Linked DNA regions of Arabidopsis thaliana: region 1 is linked to region 2. Evidence: chromatin contacts called from public capture Hi-C data. All regions are on one chromosome and are shown on one strand. Each heading gives the region's core, a stretch centred on a gene start, on an enhancer-like site or on the middle of the called end of the contact. The rest is flanking DNA. Distances are from core to core; before and after follow the strand shown.

The links. Capture Hi-C pulls out chosen DNA fragments and counts their contacts.
Region 1: a capture Hi-C map of seedling shows a contact between it and region 2, with 1.9 times the contacts expected there. The contact joins the promoter of KLCR1 here to the promoter of AT4G10680 in region 2. A contact is called at or near these places in 1 of 26 Hi-C or Micro-C datasets (root) and 1 of 3 other capture datasets (seedling).

The regions. Positions count from the first base shown.
Region 1 is chr4:6,655,092-6,658,835 of TAIR10.1, forward strand. KLCR1 (Tetratricopeptide repeat (TPR)-like superfamily protein) reads left to right here and starts at 1,283. Exons shown (of 4, transcript NM_117152.5): 1 at 1,283-2,208; 2 at 2,316-2,929; 3 at 3,316-3,607; 4 at 3,705-3,744. The coding sequence starts at 1,523.
Region 2 is chr4:6,585,846-6,589,530 of TAIR10.1, forward strand. It overlaps AT4G10680 (transcription factor IIB (TFIIB) family protein), which reads left to right and starts at 1,676. Exons shown (of 1, transcript NM_117136.1): 1 at 1,676-2,224. The coding sequence starts at 1,676. The coding sequence ends at 2,224. GTC2 reads left to right here. Exons shown (of 1, transcript NM_117135.2): 1 at 1-417. It also overlaps the pseudogene AT4G10690.

The sequences.
Region 1 (3,744 bases), core at 33-2,532, 69 kb after region 2:
GGCGTACAATCTCAAAAGCATTACCAACACGCTCGCGACTTCTCACTCGAGGAATGGACATCGATCCACACTGCCCCAGATGCCCAACTGAAGAAGAGACGATAAACCATGTTTTATTTACGTGTCCTTATGCTGCGTCAATTTGGGGTCTATCAAACTTCCCTTGGTTACCGGGTCATACTTTCTCTCAAGACACAGAGGAGAATATTTCTTTCCTTATCAATTCTTTTTCAAACAATACTCTGAATACAGAGCAAAGGTTGGCCCCATTTTGGCTCATATGGAGATTATGGAAAGCACGCAATAATCTTGTGTTTAATAAGTTCAGTGAAAGTTGCTCAAGGGTTGTGACACAAACTGAAGCAGAAGTCAATGAATGGTTACAAAGTGTGAACCGAAGAGAGGACGCTTCCGTTTTAACACGATCATCACACAGGGCAAACGTGCGGTGGAAGAAACCGGTCTTTCCTTTAGTAAAGTGCAACTTCGATGCGGGTTTCACGGGTAATAATACTCAGAGTACGGGAGGGTGGATCATACGTGATCATGCAGGATTAGCGAAGGCTTGGGGATCATCAATAGTCTAAAATGGTACCACTGCTTTGGAAGCTGAGACAAAAGCGTTATTAATCGCAATGCAACAAGCATGGGTACGAGGGTATAAGTGTGTTCAGTTCGAAGGTGATTGTGAGATCCTTATCAAGGCAATTAATGGTGCAATTTCTAGATGTGAAATAACCAGTCTTCTCCGAGATGTGGATTTTTGGGCATCAAGATTTTCTACTGTGGTTTTCACTTTCACAAATAGACTCTGTAATAATACTGCTCACCTCTTAGCTTCTCCACTTTATTCGTGTTACAAGTTTCAATCGAATTCTGGTTATCAGCCACTTTGGCTCAAAAACTCTCTTTGTAAAGATTTACTCATATAAATAAATTCTGTTTGTTGGAAAAAAAGAAAAAAAAAAAACCTACATTCTAAATACTGAAACCATAAACCATATGGTAAAAAGTGGATAAATGCTCAACTATCTCCATTTCAATATACACATCATAAAAAAGATTTATATTCAATTTATTGTAAAATGAAAACTTAGATTGCATTACTTTTTTTAACTCTCTTCTCTAATTTAATTTACTATCTAAATTTGTGAGTTCATAAAATTTTAGATTGAGAACAATTCATCAGAAATTCTGATTCAGAACAGTACAAATCTTGTCATGCAAACTTATCTATCTTGTAAAATCTATCTATCACTTGTCGTCACTAAGTACAAAATCTATTTTAGTTTGTTTTTTTTGTGTGTAAGAAAAGTTTTTTTATTTAATAATCTATCACCAATATTTTCCAACACAACATGACCGTTATCTCCTCCAATCTAAAACTTAATTACGAAACTACCCTTACCTCTTTCACTGACTGACTCGTCTCCTTCTCCACTTGGATCTCAAAAGTCCGATCCAAAACCAAATCCGCCATAACTCTCTCTCTCTCTCCCACTTCCCACAGAGAGACACATTCATGCCAGCAATGCCAGGTCTCGTCTCAGTCAAAACTCCTTCCGATACACCGCCGCTACGTGTAGCCGTACCAGACACGCAACCTCTCTCAAACCCGCCGCGAACTCCGATGAAGAAAACCCCTTCCTCTACACCATCTCGATCCAAACCATCACCAAATAGATCCACCGGCAAAAAAGATTCCCCAACCGTATCCTCCTCCACCGCAGCCGTAATCGACGTCGACGATCCATCTCTAGATAATCCAGATCTCGGTCCTTTCCTTCTAAAATTAGCTCGTGACGCTATTGCTTCTGGTGAAGGTCCTAACAAAGCATTAGATTACGCGATCCGAGCAACTAAGTCCTTTGAGAGATGTTGCGCCGCCGTTGCTCCGCCTATTCCCGGTGGTAGCGATGGTGGACCTGTTCTTGATCTCGCTATGAGCCTTCATGTTCTCGCTGCTATTTACTGTAGTCTCGGCCGATTTGATGAAGCTGTACCACCTCTTGAACGAGCTATTCAAGTCCCTGATCCGACTCGTGGCCCTGACCACTCTCTCGCTGCGTTTTCTGGTCATATGCAACTTGGTGATACGTTGTCTATGCTTGGTCAGATTGATAGATCTATTGCTTGTTATGAAGAAGGTCTTAAGATCCAGATCCAGACTTTGGGTGATACTGATCCACGAGTTGGTGAAACTTGCAGGTTCTCTTAACTAAGCATTTAATGGTTAATTAAACTCTTAGATTACGTTTGCTAAAAGTTACTATATAGGTTAGATCTAAGTTTCTGAAGTCTCTGATAATTTTCAGGTACTTAGCAGAAGCATATGTTCAAGCAATGCAGTTCAATAAAGCGGAAGAGTTATGCAAGAAGACTCTAGAGATTCACCGAGCGCATAGTGAACCTGCTTCACTGGAGGAAGCAGCTGATAGGAGATTGATGGCAATTATCTGCGAGGCTAAAGGAGATTATGAAAACGCTCTTGAGCATCTTGTTCTTGCTAGTATGGCTATGATTGCGAGTGGACAAGAATCTGAGGTTGCATCGATTGATGTTAGTATTGGGAATATTTACATGTCGCTGTGCCGGTTTGATGAAGCTGTGTTTTCATATCAGAAGGCTCTTACTGTGTTTAAGGCTTCTAAAGGAGAGACTCATCCGACGGTTGCGTCAGTGTTTGTTAGATTGGCTGAGCTTTACCATAGAACAGGGAAACTTCGTGAGTCTAAGTCTTACTGTGAGAATGCGTTGAGGATATACAATAAGCCGGTGCCTGGGACAACTGTGGAGGAGATTGCTGGTGGATTAACTGAGATTTCTGCTATTTATGAGTCTGTAGATGAACCTGAGGAAGCATTGAAGCTACTTCAGAAGTCTATGAAATTGCTTGAGGATAAGCCAGGACAGCAGAGCGCCATTGCAGGTAAATTTTTTGTCCATACCATGAATGTTCCTTTAGCTGGATTGCTATGCAGTGTATTGAAATTGTGCGATTTTGGTCTCGAATTGTATGTAAAGTACTGATTTTTGTATTGTTAATCATGTAAGGAAAAGTCGCTTATAGTAACTTTACTCGTTTTGCTGCTCTGAATCTACCGGTTTTAGAGTTAGCCAATACGCTAATTTGTAATTGTGTGTTAGTGATATTGTCGAAGAATTCTAGAAATAAGAGATCTAATTACTTATCTGAGGTATTTTTAGGGAAGTAGATTGTGATCGTACAAGAATTCGAGTCTTTAGCATGACATTGTCAATCTTCTCGTCAAGCTTCCTTTACATCTGTTTTGCTTTGTATGTAAATATTTGCAGGGTTAGAGGCACGGATGGGAGTTATGTATTACACAGTGGGGAGGTACGAGGACGCAAGAAACGCGTTTGAGAGCGCTGTGACAAAGCTACGGGCAGCAGGTGAGAAATCTGCCTTCTTCGGTGTTGTATTAAACCAGATGGGACTAGCCTGCGTTCAGCTTTTCAAGATTGATGAAGCGGGTGAGCTGTTTGAAGAAGCAAGAGGTATTCTTGAACAAGAACGTGGACCGTGCGATCAGGACACTCTCGGTGTTTATAGCAATCTAGCTGCTACCTATGACGCTATGGGAAGGTAAAGTCCTAAAGAAAACTATCTGACTATGTAATTAGATCAGACATCCTTAATGAAACATTAAAGTCTTTCTTCGTGATGGCTATGTAATTTGCAGGATAGAGGATGCGATTGAGATATTAGAGCAGGTTCTGAAG
Region 2 (3,685 bases), core at 426-2,925:
ACGATCACGGATGATCCGCAGAGCTTTACAGATGCTGGAGGATGGGAGTTTTTGAATCAGGACGGAAGCGATTCAGAGTCTGGCGGCTCTGAGGACTCAGACAAAGGGTATGAACCATCAGATGTGGAGGTTGAGTCTGAGTCAGAGGACGAGACATCAGAGAGTGAGTCAGACGATGAAGAAGAAGAAGAGGACTCAGAGCAAGAGTCAGAGGAAGAGAAAGGTAAGACTTGGGCTGAGCTGGAGAGAGAAGCTACTAATGCAGACAGAGAGCATGGAGTTGAGTCTGATAGTGAGGAAGAGAGGAAGAGAAGGAAGATGAAAGCGTTTGGGAAATCGCGTCCTGGAAGTAGCGGTGCAGGCGGTAGTAGCAGCATGAAGAACATGCCACCATCTAAACGCAGCAGGCACCGGTGAAAACAAAATAATCAAGAGTTTGAGTTCTGCTTGCTTATCATTTTAGCCTTTTGTTCTGCTTATCTTTTGTATCATATAAAAAAACTGCTTTAGATTATTATCTATCTATTCTATGCCCTTGGGAAAATAATGAAGTCTTAGGTTTCTTGTCGTTCTTAATAAAATTTGTTTCGACTTAAATTGGCAGAAAATACCATTGTGGCATCCTCTAACGGTTGGTCTTGTAAATAATTAAAGGGTATGCCATAAACCAAAAGGTAAAAATGAATACTTAAGTTATTAAAGAAATCTTGGATTCACCATTATTATTATGAGATACGAAGATGTTCCCACTATTAGTGGTGGTGAGTTTCCTGTGGGACAAGCAATAGAAAGGTTTCCAATCGACGATGTCTAAGAGACAAAACACATCAAAGCTCACAAGCTCATTCACCCATCTCCCTGCTGATGCTGATCTTGTCTTCATCACCCATGCATCAACTTCAACTTAATTAGCTTATATACACAACTCTCTCTGGTATATATAAGAAGAGTAATATATTTTGGCAGTTGTTTCTCTTGCATGTGGTTCTTTGGAGAGTTCCTTTAGAGTCATTGAACGTATGAGTACAAAGGATGTTGTGACATGGACATGGATGATTTATGCATATGGAATGTATAGCGAAGGTGAGAAAGCTGTTGAAAACTTTTGTTGATATCGAAAAATCAGGTCTTGTTCCCGATGGTGTTGTCTTCATTTTCATCATCAATGCTTGCAGCCACTCTGGCTTGCCTTGCTTCATTGAACACATCAAGAAAGAATCCTGGATGTAGCTGGAGGATTGAAATCGGTAAAAAACAATCTCCTTCTAGTCTCTCGTCATTCTCATACTCTGTTTTATGTGTATGCATGCCCAAATCCTTTGTATTGGCTTAAGATGAAAATGGAGTCTTGATGTGTATTTCATCGGAGATGCTTAAGGAAATCAGGGAGATAAGCTTTAGTATATAGTTTTCACTGTATAAATATCTGTTTAACATGTTTTCTTCCCGTTACATATAAAACATTCCTTAAAAAAAAAAAAAAAATTGGGAATCGCATAACAAACTGGAAAAAAAGAAATAATAAAAAGGAAACAAAATAATAAAAAGTAAATCCTTTTAGAAAAACAAATTCCTTTATTTCAACATCTATAAATACTACTAGCAAAACAATTAAACCAACAAAAAAAGAAAAGCAAAACAATTAGTCCATACGAAGAAGAAAGAAACCCTAAGAATGAAAGAAGACGGAATTTGCTTGGAGTGCAAGAGGCCAACAGAAACCGTGGTTAACTACAAGAACGGAGATACAATCTGCATTGAGTGTGGCCATGTCATAGAGAATAACATCATCGATGACCTAGACGGTGCTTCGACCAACCCTAATCTCAAATCCGGCCATCTCCCCACTATCATCTTCAAACTTAGCGGAAAATCTTCCTCCCTTGCCTCAAAATTGCGCCGAACACAGAATGAAATGATCAAAAACAAGCAGGAAGAAGATGTAATCAAGATAGCCTATGCGGAAATCGAGAGGATGACCGAAGCGCTAGGGTTAACTTTCGGTATCAGTAATACGGCGTGCAAGATTCTTTCGAAACTGGATAAAAAGAACTTACGCGGAGGGAAGAGTTTGAGAGGGCTTTGCGCGGCCTCTGTATCAAGGGCATGTCGCCAAGTGAATATACCAAAAACATTGAAAGAGATCTCGGCAGTAGCCAACGTGGATATGAAGGAGATAAACAAAGCGGTGAAGCTTCTTGGAGATTCTTTCGGTACTATTTGAATGATATGGAAATTCAATCACATGTAAAAGACTACGGAAATTAATCAATAAAACTATATATATATTTTTTTTGCATAACCTCGAATCAGTCACATACAAAGACTTTTAAAGTTGAAACATAAATCTGAAATGTAAGTTTTCATAACAGTACTGAATCATTTTTTTTTTTGGACATGAATGTAAACAGTACTAAATCTTAAAGTCAACATAAGTTTCACATATTCAATGATCAAATAAAAAGGAAAACGGAAAGATAGCTCATCTTACCTTTACCATCATCCATATTTGCTTATCATTTCATCGAATCTAAGATGTCTTAAGACGGTGGTTCAATCCAAAGACTCATAAGAGGGCAAAGGTCTTTCTGCTTTTCAAATCTTGATGGTTTTGGAAGCGGCTTACGCGGATAGTACCTGCCTTTATCAAACGAGTAGGATACACATGATCTCTTGCAACGTAAACCATAAAACTTTGGGAAGTACACACTGTTCCACATGCCACAAACATTCAATCTCGTCTCTGAGGAGTACTTACTTGCAAAGATTGTCAGGCCGTCAAGAGTAGCACCACTCATCTCCTCCCAATCCGAGGAGACAAGTTTATACAGCAACGGTATCTCGCTGCTACATGTAAACATGAGAAAGAGCTCTCCTTTCTATCAAACAACAAGAGACTCCTTCTCCTACAGAGACTTCAATCCATCGCAACAACATTGTTTCTGTTTCAGTTTCAGTTAAAGGAGATTCAGGCCCAAAAGAAAAAGAGAAGCCCACGAAGCCCATCCTTTACTCATCGAAACTCTGCAACAATCAAAGCAGAGGAACATCACGCGAGACACCGCCGTCGACAAACATAAACGTGCACAATCATTTTGATGTTCTTGGAAGCAGCAGCATTTCATGCAACTAGGACACCTGTCATTAGCTATTATGTAATCCTCCTCTTTATATAGTTCTCTGCTTGTAATCGAATTCACTAAGGAAGAAATACACAATTATTTTCTCTCTGAAGCTTTTGCTTCTACTTTCATGGTATCAGAGCTTAGGACTTTGTTCCTAAGCCATGGAAGAATCTATTTTTGTTTCCTCTCTTAACATCTCTCAAGTTGTTACTCTCAAACTCACTCCCACAAACTACCTTTTGTGGAAAACCCAATTTGAGTCTTACCTTTCATCTCATCTTCTTCTAGGATTTGTTACCGGCGCCACTCCTCGGCCTGCCTCCACCATCATTGTCACAAAGGATGATATTCAGTCTGAAGAAGCAAATCAAGAATTTCTGAAATGGACTCGAATCGATCAGTTGGTCAAAGCTTGGATTTTTGGATCTCTCTCTGAAGAAGCTCTCAAAGTTGTTATTGGCTTAAACTCTGCTCAAGAGGTATGGCTTGGTTTAGCAAGACGTTTTAATCGTTTTTCCACCACTAGGAAATATGATCTGCAGAAACGACTAGGCACTTGT